Linked DNA regions of Mus musculus: region 2 is linked to region 1. A link is a contact called in public HiChIP or PLAC-seq data. All regions are on one chromosome and are shown on one strand. Each heading gives the region's core, a stretch centred on a gene start, on an enhancer-like site or on the middle of the called end of the contact. The rest is flanking DNA. Distances are from core to core; before and after follow the strand shown.

Region 1 (5,664 bases), core at 2,368-4,867:
AGGACAAGCTCGGGCTTGAATGTGGGGTAAGGAAAGAGTGACTTTGAGGACAGCACAGACGGCCAGTGGAGGGTCTGGAGACAGGACCAGAAAGCTCCCAAGACACTGGCTCAGCCTAACCGCCCACTGTTAATTTGCAGCACACAGTTTCCTTGTCTATGACAAGCAGTTACATCTCTGCCTTACAGTTAACAAACACACTGAAGAAGAGTGAGGTCACTCTAAGAAGAATATAAGAGTTTTACTGTTGCTCTAATGATTTGAGAAGCAATAATGACTTAAACCCAGAATCACATGTATTCCCATATAAAGGTTAGAGACATTTAATATTATATTCTTAGTAAATTAATACTTAGCGTTATGATTTCCATCGACTCGTTAAATTACATAACCCAAAACTTCTACTTGCCAATACTGTAAAAGTAAGACAAAAATTTTTTTAATCTTACTTTTTATAGTTCATATTAGACATGTCCAAGAACAAAAATAACAAAATCTCTCTCAGGAATTTTGCAAGTATCAGATTTTGTTATTTTTATTCCTCTTTTCCCCAGAATGTTAAGATAACCTTTAATTCAGATCTACTGCAAGTTATCATCATCTGAGTTTGAGCTGCTTTTGACAAGTGGGTTTTAGCTGTCTTGGAAGGAACACACCAAATCTGCAGTTTACCAGAAAGACATTTTCCGTGGCCTGTGTGAGGACGCTGACATCAGCGCAGAGCTCTGACACACAGCAGGCAGGCCACCATTCCGGCACTGTTTGCTGGAGGCTGCTCGCACAGACAGAGCCTTCACAACAGATACAGCACTTTAGACATGATTTCAAAGGACATCCCCTGCCCTTCGGGGAATCTAAGTTTAACCAACAAGATGAGATTCTAGTCCATCCCACAGCAAAGCAATGTGTAAGCTTAGCTTATATGTTCCTATAAGAAATAAAGAAGTCACCAAATCCCAAAACTATCAAGGTGAAACATCTCCTGATGTTCACAGCACCAGCCCACCACTATGTTAGTGATGTCAAGGAAGTCAGGCGATGTGACCTTTTCCTTCTAAGCATGGCTTTCAGTCCTGGCTTCAGAACTCGGAGCCCTGGCTTTTGTGGAAGACTGTGGACAGCCTGCTTTGTCTATCACGACACATTACACTTGAGTGGATAAATTAATTGCTCACTGGCACTTATTCTGTGAAACAAATACCGAGATGGAGCAGACCTGTTTAGAAACAGAGAAGCATCCAATAAATGGTCCAAGACCCCTCACTGACATCTGGAAAAGGAGAGCTTTGGTGAAATCCCTCTGCAAGAAAGACACAAAGGTTCCATTGAACACTACAGAGCCACATTTGAGGCACTCAAGACGCACTGCAGGAACTACAGATGACAGAGGAGTGTACACAGAGAAACACAAAATACTGTCAGGTTGTCGTCTTCTGCAGAAATGGGGGTGGGTGAGGAGAGTGGGGATCAGAGGAAGCAAGAGTGAGTGAGCCTCCTGTTTTAAGGATGCAGCACAAATGCCTGGAGGGCCACTGGGTAGAAAAGAAAGGAACTAGGGAATAGGCGGAGGTCAAGAGCAGAAAGCATCACTTCGAGCGTGGCCCACACATCAACGAAAGAGGGAAGAAAGGTGTAGCTGTAAGCTAATTTCTAGGAATAAACTGTTGCTTTAATAGGGATGTAAGGAGAACCTAAACCACAAAGGCCGAGGAGTCAGAGGAGGAGGAAGAGGAATGTAAAACAAGAGCCAGACTCCAGTCTCCAAAACAGCACTCACTAGCTGACTAAAGGGGAAAAATGGGGAGAACAAGGTAAGGGTTGCTCATCGTGATGCTGAATGAATGAATGAATGAATGAATGAATTACACAGGACTGTTGTTTAATTTGAAATGATATCCTGGGCTGTCAGGCTACAATCTGTCTTTTATTAAATTATGGCAAACATTTTTTTTTCTTACCAAAATAAGAGATGAAAATCCTATGTTGAATGCCAATAAAACAGTAGCAGCAGCAGCAACAACAACCAGTAACAACAACCACCATCAGCTACATACACAGCTCATCTGTTTAACATGCATCCCGCAGACACATAACCCTGAATGTTAATTCTGGGCATTACTTTGAGTCCATCTGTGTTTTACCTAAAGCTGGTTAGTAAGGAGTAGAACCTTCCACATATGGAGTCCCACTGGCACTAGTGGTTTCTAATGTCACACTTCCCACTTCCCACACACTGCTGCCATTGTCGTTATCAAGGGCAGATGCAGGAATGGCTTTGGTGAAGGCTAGCTCACCTGCTCCAGACCTCTGCACAGCTTATGGAGCTGAGCTCTGGGCTCCCATCTATACAAAACCGGTCCTACATGCAGCACTGTTCAGTTCCCAAGGCACTGCAGTGAGCGCTGTTTCAGCTGGAAGCAGGGAGCTCCCGGCTGCTGCTCCGTTCTGATTTTCCCCTATGGTCTGCTTTCCACCTCTGCTTCCTATTGTCCCTTGGCACACATCAAAAAGTCAGAGAAAGGAAAGGAATCGGTGAGATGACCTATCTGAACGGTCTCTTTTGCTCTGACGTGGCAGGCTCCCACCGTTGTCACTTTCCCACCAAGCCCCTCATGCATACAGAATCCCTCAGAATCATCTCCCATCCTGGTGTGCAGCCAACCATCGCCAAGGCAATGCATGTCAGTGCCTGGGGGACAGGACGCTTCAGTGGGAATTCTAATCTAAGCTTGTTTGTCCAGTCTTTCTGGTGACAGATACATAAATACATCTTCATAGTCTACAGAAATAGAATCGTGTTTAAGAAAAATTACAGGTACACTGAATCTCCATGTCTGAGAACCTGGAGTAGACCAAGCCTTCAATAAGCCTGGCAACTGGAAGGAGGAGAAAAAAAAAGAGAAAGAAGTTTTGTTTGAGGAACATACCAAGGGTCAGAAGAAAGTTACACTTCAGTGTGTTTAGATTTTTTTTTTACTTTAATTGCAAAATCTAAGGAGCAGAGAGAAACCCTTTCTCAGAAGGCAACAGGAGCGCAGTCACATAGCAAGGGCAGAGGGCATGGCCACAGGAACATCAGAACCTACCTATGTGAGAGAGACAGAAGAGGAACATGTGAGCAGATGGCCTGGGGGAGCAGAATGGTGCATGAGAAGGCTATCAGTGGAGAGCAGCTGCTGAGATGAGAACCTCCAAGCCACAGGGGAGCAGAACGGTAAGATCCCAGGAGCTGAAGGAAATGAGCTGCCACAACAAGAACCACTTCTGGGCAGAAAGTGAGCGATGTGTCTACTTGGCAATGTTAAGTGGAAGCGGGGAGAAAGGCAAAGCTGTGATGACCCAGAATTATTATGCAAAAGCCATGAATTAAGCCTCAGCCAGACTCAGACTCTATCAGGACCACAACAACCAGCAGTAAAGAGAACACGCATGTACAGGAGATGCTGGCAGGCTGTGGTGACATACTGAACACTGTGACTTTGGGGACAGCCAGTACATCGTATTGATTCATTTAGAATTATTTACTACTAGAATAAAACAAGGTCCTTGTGTGCCAAACAGGCTGGCTGATTAAGACGGTTTGAATGTGGTGCTGCAGGCTGTCTGACTCAATCCTGTTTAAAAATATCTGGGATTGTCAAACAAGACTAAATATGAATGCGCTCTCCCAGTCTCCCTTGTGCTGTCACAGCTGTTCTTCTGGTAATGAAAGGGAAAAGCTAAACGCAGAATTTCTTCAAATGTTTCCATTTATCATGGTATCCCAAGCACTACAGACACCCAGGAGGCAGCCAGCCCGTACACAGAGCCCAGTCCTCGGCATCCATTTCAGGGCTCAAGAAGGTCGGCAGGCTTGGGCCTCACATGCTACAGGGAAGACAGACAAGGGCCCTTCAAAAACGTTATTTTGTGTAAGTCTTGTAACAAGTCATGTTACTTGCCCTGAAGAAAGAAAAAATAAAAAGGTCATGCTGGGTGTGGTGGCACACCCCTATAATCTCTGCGCGGGAGAGGCTGGGACAGGAAACTCGGGAGCCCAAGGTCAACTCCGGCTACACAGCAAACTCAAGGCCAGCCTAGGATACAGGGCACAGTGTCTCAGAAAAGGTTCCAACTAAGGATCCTGGCAGCAAACATCAAAACAATCATTCCAGCTCAGCTTTTCCTTCCCCACAGAGTTGGCTCAATCGTGTCTGCAGGTACAAGGTCTTGCTTCAGAAAGACAATATTGAGTACTAGGTTTCACAGGGAATAACAGGAAGGAGAGAAATGTAGCCATCTGCCAGTCGCTCACTTCTCTCCTAAAACCAGTTACGTTTAAACATATATTCACATATGATTTTGATTAAAAGTTACTTATACTTCAAAAAAATAGCAACTATCAAAAGTGAAATAGTTTTATTCATCAGAATCTTCTCTTTTCATTTAAAATTACAGCTCTCTGGACTTATTCTGAGTTAATACGGCTAAAATACAGTCACTGGTACTTATATATCAAATTCTCTAGAAAATTCTAATGGAGGTATATTTTGATCCAGAAAGTCTAACTCCACACCCCTACCCCAACTTCTCCCTTACCTTAGACCACAAAGCAAAAATTCTCCCTCTGACTCACCCCAGCAGCAGCCCGTTCCCCACACCCCTGCAGTGATCCACTGCCCCACACCCCTGCAGCTGCCCACTCCTCACACCCCCGAAGCGGCCCACTCCTCACACCCCTGCAGCTGCCCACTCCTCACACCCCTGCAGCTGCCCACTCCTCACACCCCTGCAGCGGCCCACTTCCCCACACCCCTGCAGCTGCCCACTCCCCACACCCCTGCAGTGGCCCACTCCTCTGACCAGTCTCATGCTGCCAGTTTCCCTGTTCTCTTTTAAAAGCACCCCCTGCCCTTCCAATTAGGTCACACCCTACCGAGCCGTGTTTGCCTGCCACACCACTACACACATTGCCTGTCAGCTGAGAGACTCAATCACAGGCTAAATGAGTCACTCTTTGGATAACACACACAGAGTAGGTAAGAGTGCAGGGCCACGAATGAACACAGTTCTAGAGAAATACAGGGAGAAGCCATTTGGCCTAGATGAAGCAGACAGGACACCATTCTCAACCGGTTCATTACTGGGTTTTTCCAAAGCACACCCCTACTATAGTAATATAACCACTGAGTATTCTAGCACTTGAGGGATTTTCAGTCTTCTGGCACAAATGGACTATCAGGTGAGGTAAGGACAGCTTGAGCTACGGAGTAAGACCCTGCAGGAGAGGGAGGGAGGAAGAAGATGGTGGTGGTGGTGGTAGGGGGGGGTTGTCTTATGGAAACCTCAGCAAATACCCGGGCATTTACTTTTGCTGGTTCTCAGCACTAACATACCCATCTCTGGGACCACTGTCACCCAAGCCCACAAAGTCAAAAGGGCAGCCCAGGGTGGGCCTAGGGCACTGCCTTAAACAAGCAAGCAAACAAAACCAAACCCCGCCTCACTTGAACCTGAGACGTAGCTAGACTCAAATCACTACGGATTGAGGAGTTGGCCATTAACGTGGGACCTCACAGTTACTCCCATGCACACTTTACCTCCACAACCAAGTGATTTCCTCCTACAGGGACAGATTCAACTCCCAACTCCCAAAGCCTGTGCTGCAGGTCTGGTTAAACTGCC
Region 2 (5,664 bases), core at 886-3,385, 300 kb after region 1:
TGAGTTCAAGGCCAGCCTCATCTACAGAGTGAGTTCCGGGACAGCCAGGGCTACACAGAGAAACCCTGTTCCAAAAAGAAAAAGAAAAATAAGTTCTTGTCCTCTCACAGTGAACTGTAGACAGCCCACGATCTGCAGGCTTTGATGTTATGCAAAGGCTTGTGGTACAAGCACATGTGGCTAGGCTGTCCCTATTTTCTGTGACTCCTTTGCAACTTTTACATTGCTTGGCTCTGCTTCTGAAGGTCATGCTGAGTTCAAGTCTGGGAAAACATTCATCTCTCTATTACTTCCACAGGTGGAGTACATGTTGGTGTCCTTCGATCATGAAAATAGGAAAGTCCAGTTGTTACTGAATGGAGGCGATGTTCTTGAGACTCTGCAGGAGAAGGGGGAGAGGACAAACCCCAAGTAAGCCGAGCCCCTAAGTCTCAGCCCGGTGTTTCTGGAGCCTCTGAGTAACTAGGACATAGGATCTTTCCCCAGCTGTCTAGAGGGTAAGAGTGAGGGGTGGATCTCAAGTTAGAGTCTCCAAGTCTGCCTCATCTAGTTGGTGAGTAGCCTTGAACAACCTCTCTGTGCCTCAGTCTCATCTCTATGAAGTTTGGATAACCATAGTCACCTCACAGGCACTTCAGAATACTCAGCACAGTCAGCTACAATGTGGAGAGACTTTCATAGACATATTTCTGAAATATGATTGAGATCCACAGCAGAGATGCTGACAAAACTGGAGGCAGTTTTGTTTTGGCAGCATGATGTTTAAGTGTCTTCCTCTTCCTCTTGTTTCCTTTTTGTTTGTTTGTTTTGTTTTCAAGACAGGGTTTCTCTGGGTAGTCCTGGCTGTCCCAGAGCTTGCTCTGTAGATCAATCTGGTCTTGAACTTGGAGATCTGCCCGTCTCTGCCTCCCAGTTGGCTAGGATTAAAGATGTGTGCTACCACACTTGACTTTTTTTTCCTGGTTAAATACTTCTTTACCTGGGAGTGGAGCAGGGCCAGGAGCATCTACTCTCTAGTTCATTTTCTACTTGCTGTTTTGAGAAGCTGCATTGGAGAACTTTGATATTGACTTACAGCCTGTTAGGCTCAGTTCCTTCCTTGTAAAGTGGGCTAGCTTTGTCCTGGATGGAATACCTGTGTGCATTTTCCAGAAACTTATAAATTTTGAACTCAACACTTAGCAGTCCTAAGGAGTTGAAAAGCTATGGAAAATTTATAGCTTTAGTAAGCATTTTACTCATCTGTACATAATATATTTAAAAAATTTAAAGCAACTTTTAAAAACTCAAAAAATTGTGGCCTACAGCAAAAGAATAAGCTGAAATTAAAATGACTTCTCTACAGCCATCCGACCCTCTGGAGACCAGAGTATGGGAGTTACATGATCGAAGGAACGCCTGGCCAGCCCTACGGAGGAACGATGTCTGAGTTCAACACTGTGGAGGCCAATATGAGGAAACGCCGGAAGGAGGCTACTTCTGTACTAGGAGAGCATCAGGCTCTCTGCACCATCACTTCATTCCCCAGGTTAGTTCCTCCATCAGCCTGTTCTAGCAGGAACATCAGACTGGAGGCTCTGAAGAAAGGAAAGCATGCCCTGTGCTTTGTCCTCGACAGTTCTCATGCCTGACAGAGAAATTCACACTGTTGGACAGCAGAGCATTGCCATCTGAAGAGTTCACCTTAAGGAACTACTGCACAACTGAGTCACTTCCCAGCCCCCACCAAATCTTGTGTTGGCCACCTTCACAGCTAACCATGCCATGTGTGGCCCATGGGCTGTGGGTTGGATTTGCCTGCTAACATTTGATACACTCTTGCTGTAGGGCTGCTGTAAAAGTGCATAGCATCTTCAGTTGGTGGCTGGGCTGGGCGCTGGCTGAGGGTTGGAATGTCCCTGTGACTTGGGGACTGGTTAGCAGTGTGGGGAGAACGTGATTCTGGCCCACTGGGGAGGAGTCCAGGCTCCTGTCAGGACTGTAGCAGTTGTACTTGCAGATGAATTCAAAGGAGCATCTGCTCTCCAGCACTCTCTGAGGTATTCTGAGCTGTGATCCCAACCCCCAGAGAGCCTTTGAACGTGGAGGAGGGAGCAGGCTTTTACAACCTGGCAGATGTAGCACAGATAAGCGAGATCCTGGGGAGTGGTACCTCGGGGCACACTTGTTCCTGGAGTGCTCTTGCCAGCTACTAACTGAGCAGGCTAAGTCACGTTTATAGTGTGCTGGAGATTTAGGGTTTGTTACCAAATCTAGTTATGGCGGTAAATACCAGTAAGTAAAGTGTATCCCAGATTAGAAAGGGGTGCCTGAATGTCGATACTGAGTGCAGTGCCCTGGGTTAGCCTGGAATTCTGCTCATCAAGCTCGTTTCTCTGCTATAGATGCCTGCCTGCTCCATCAAAGACATGGGAGAGGATCCTTAGCCTTGAAGCACTGAACTTTTGTGATGCTGTTTTTCCTTCTGAGAGCACAGCCATTCAGTCATACCATTGATCCTAGAAGGGCATTCTTTTAAGTAGGAATTAGTAGCTTTTAAGCTCCCCATTGTCATTCCTACATAGAGTAGTTAAAACCTTCAAGTCAATTGTCAGATATTTAGAGTCTCTGAGCACCTTTTCTTTTCCAGACCCAGAGAGGCTTTGCTTTGCAGAGCTGAGGAGACAGCAGAGATCAATCAAATACCTATTATATAATTATATAATGATAAAATTAAGGAGTGGCATGGGGTGTGGATATGGCTATCAGTTCTGGGGTAGAGGAAGACATCTCCAAGGGAAGATGATTGGAGTGATGTCCAAAACTCTAGGAAGAATTTCACAGGAGAGGGAGCAGAGCGATATTCTGGGGGTAGAGGGGTCACATAGACAGCCTGGTGGGGAGTAGAAGAAAGGAGTTACCCACTGTGACCAGGAAGCTAGGGTGCATGTGACGGGAGGCCGGGCAGGCTGTTATGAACTTTGATTGTTATTCTGAAAGCAATAGAGACTTTGGGAATCTAGGCTGGGTAGATAGTATCACATGTTGGCTTTGTAGCCCTCATCTCGGCTGTTGGCATGGGAGCAAATGCATAGCAAGTGCAGGGCGTGCCAGGTAAGGGAAAGGGTGCTCCTTAGGCACTGTCATGGTGACCTGGTTGATGGTAGGCGGTGACAGTGGAAAAGTGATGGGTCATAAAGTGACAGAATCAGCTAGCCTGCTGAAGAGGAGGGGACAGATGAAGGACAGTGCTATAGGTGACTGGGTGGGACCTTGGGATAATGGAGTATCAGCCTGGAAGTCAGGCTGTGGATGTTGCTTGTCAACTTTTAGCAATCTTGGAAATGCTTTCTCTCCTTACCATTAAAAGAGTTATACATCTTGCTTTAGCAAACTAAAGTGGGACAGGAGGATGCAGCACGAAGCCAAAGGTTGTAGACATTTAAGAAATGTCCAGCATTGAAAAACAGTGTTTTTTCTGGGCCACAGAGTAAATGTCTTTAGTTAAACTCTACTGTGTACCTTGCCTCAGTTAATGGTTCTGTGTGAAATAGTTCTTCTCTGGAGAAAAAGTTTATAATTGCTTCTTCTATTATAGAGTGAATTAAATAGGTTCCATTCAGAAAGTCTGCAATTATTTCTTTCTCTTTTTTTGTTTGCTTTTCTTCTCTTCCTCCTCTTCTTCATCTTCTTCAGTTGTTGTTTGGTTTGGTTTTGCTTTTTGAGACAGGGTTTCTCTGTGTAGCTCTGGCTGTAGCTCTGTGTAGCTCCTGGAACTTGCTCTGTAGACCAGGCTGGCTTCGAACTGCCTGCCTCTGCCCAGTTCTAGGAGGCTAGGGTTTCCCCCAGGCTAATACCTGTCACATTCCTAAAGGGTTTTGTTGTTGTTGTTGTTTAAGTTCACAGGTTCAGAACAGACTACACAATGGCTGCGTGAATGTCCAGGAAGCTGTGGTGCTAGGAACTGCTTTGCAGATGAGAATAGCTGCTGGCAGGGTGGTGGGCAGCCTGTAGGACTTGTCTTTGTGAAAGGCGGGGAGCTGAACTAAGGTCTGGGTTAGTAGTTCCTACTACTGCTCCAGAACCCTGGAAAGAGCCTGCTTGGTTTTGCTTTCATTAACTTGGAAGGACTCCCTTGCTCAAGTGAGGTGGGAGGTCTGAGCACCCTACTTAGGGAACTGGATGGAACCTGTCCTTCTGTTTTGAAATTAGAACTCTTCTTAAGGTTAAAGTAAGACAATAAGGTTGGATCTTGGCTATCAGAGGGCACTCTGGTGTATACCGGGGACATTGGAGACACAGCTTAACCTTGAGGGACTTCTGAGGAGATAGCCGAGGCAAAAACAGAAGAGCTGGTCCAGATTCATCAGGAGGTTGGAGTAATGTAGTGAACGGTGTTAAAGGTCATTTTGAACATGTATCTGGCTAGTTCCAAAGCTGGAGAGAGCACCTGAACCTCACAGCAGCAGGTGCAGCACCAAGGAGCTCGTTCAGACCTTGGGGGAAGCTGAGGAAATGTTCCTATATGCTGAGTGGAGTCAAAATCAGTGGGAATAAACACAAGAGACCCCAGTGCAGGACATTATAGTACAGAAAAGGGCCACAGAGGAGCCAGCATTTACATTGGTTTGCAAACACTGCTCCACCCTCTAGGATGGGGAGTGATGGACAGTAGGTGTGTTTAACCCTGGCCGACTGCGGCGAGATACAGCTAATCAGTTCTGAAGCCGTTTCCTACCTATCCCTTCTCCATTGGTTGCAGACTAGGCTGTCCTGGATTCACACTGCCAGAACACAGACCCAACCCAGAGGAAGGAGGCGCATCAAAGTCCCTCTTCTTTCCAGATGAAGCCATAAACAAGCACCCCCGCTTCGGGTGAGTGAGGCTCAGACTCTGCGGTCTGTGAATTCCTCTCACCCACACGTCGGATTCAGAGGAGACAGCAGACACTATCTGCTCATGTTGCTTCCTACATACAGGTTTGCTTTGTCCATTTCAGAGCCGTCTTTACAGGCCGTAGCTCCTTTCCTACATTTTGTTTACAGACAGTTTTCTGTCCTGATTCTACAAACACATGTACTGGGAGATTTCCTTTCCCTGTCCAAGTTAGTGCTGGGATCTCTCTTCACCCACGTTGCCCTCTGCTCTGACACGGTCAGGTGGCTACAGCACTTAGCATAGGCACTCTCCTTGTACCTAGGTCTGTAGTTGAAGTTGCTTTAGGTCCTTCACCAGCTTGATCTTGGTTCTTCCTATGAACTCTTCTATATTGGAAAGAAGCCCCTGACCCAACATGAGGGACACAGGGAACTCTCAGCTTACTCCTTTTCCAGGCTCCCACAGTTGTACATTCAAAGTCTTTGTAAGGATAGACAGAGATCGACTGACTGACTGACTGACTGACTGACTGACTTGTTCATTCATTTGTTTATTTGAGGCAGGGGTTGTTGTTTGTTCCTTCATTCATTCATTTGCTTGCTTGCTTGTTTGTTTACTTACTCATGGCAGGGTCTGTCTAGGAAGCTTGGCTATACAGGAACTCGCTGTATAGACTAGGTTGACCTCAAACTCACAAAGATCCTCCTACCTCTCTCTCTAGTACTGGGATTAAAGAGCCATTATTGCGTGTGTTAAAAAGAAAACACTGAGCTGCTGCAAAGATGGATCATGATGATTATAAAAGC

What was found. HiChIP or PLAC-seq counts read pairs in DNA pulled down with a chosen protein or histone mark.
Region 2: a contact with region 1 is called in an H3K27ac HiChIP or PLAC-seq map of embryonic stem cells, with 3 times the contacts expected there. The contact joins two enhancer-like sites. A contact is called at or near these places in 1 of 484 Hi-C or Micro-C datasets (cortical neurons) and 1 of 115 datasets of contacts at active chromatin or transcription factors (embryonic stem cells).

The regions. Positions count from the first base shown.
Region 1 is chr9:77,477,559-77,483,222 of GRCm38.p6, forward strand. The region is part of intron 2 of Lrrc1 (leucine rich repeat containing 1); the gene reads right to left. Among named protein-coding and RNA genes, the nearest start is that of Lrrc1, 64 kb to the right of the region's middle. Within about 2 kb of position 3,618, at least 107 of the 459 cell types and tissues checked have an H3K27ac peak or open chromatin away from gene starts, as enhancers often do. A contact at or near this core is called in embryonic stem cells, where this site is marked.
Region 2 is chr9:77,774,781-77,780,444 of GRCm38.p6, forward strand. Gclc (glutamate-cysteine ligase, catalytic subunit) reads left to right here. Exons shown (of 16, transcript NM_010295.2): 2 at 299-411; 3 at 1,346-1,528; 4 at 4,742-4,855. Among named protein-coding and RNA genes, the nearest start is that of Gclc, 23 kb to the left of the region's middle. Within about 2 kb of position 2,136, at least 22 of the 459 cell types and tissues checked have an H3K27ac peak or open chromatin away from gene starts, as enhancers often do. A contact at or near this core is called in embryonic stem cells, where this site is marked.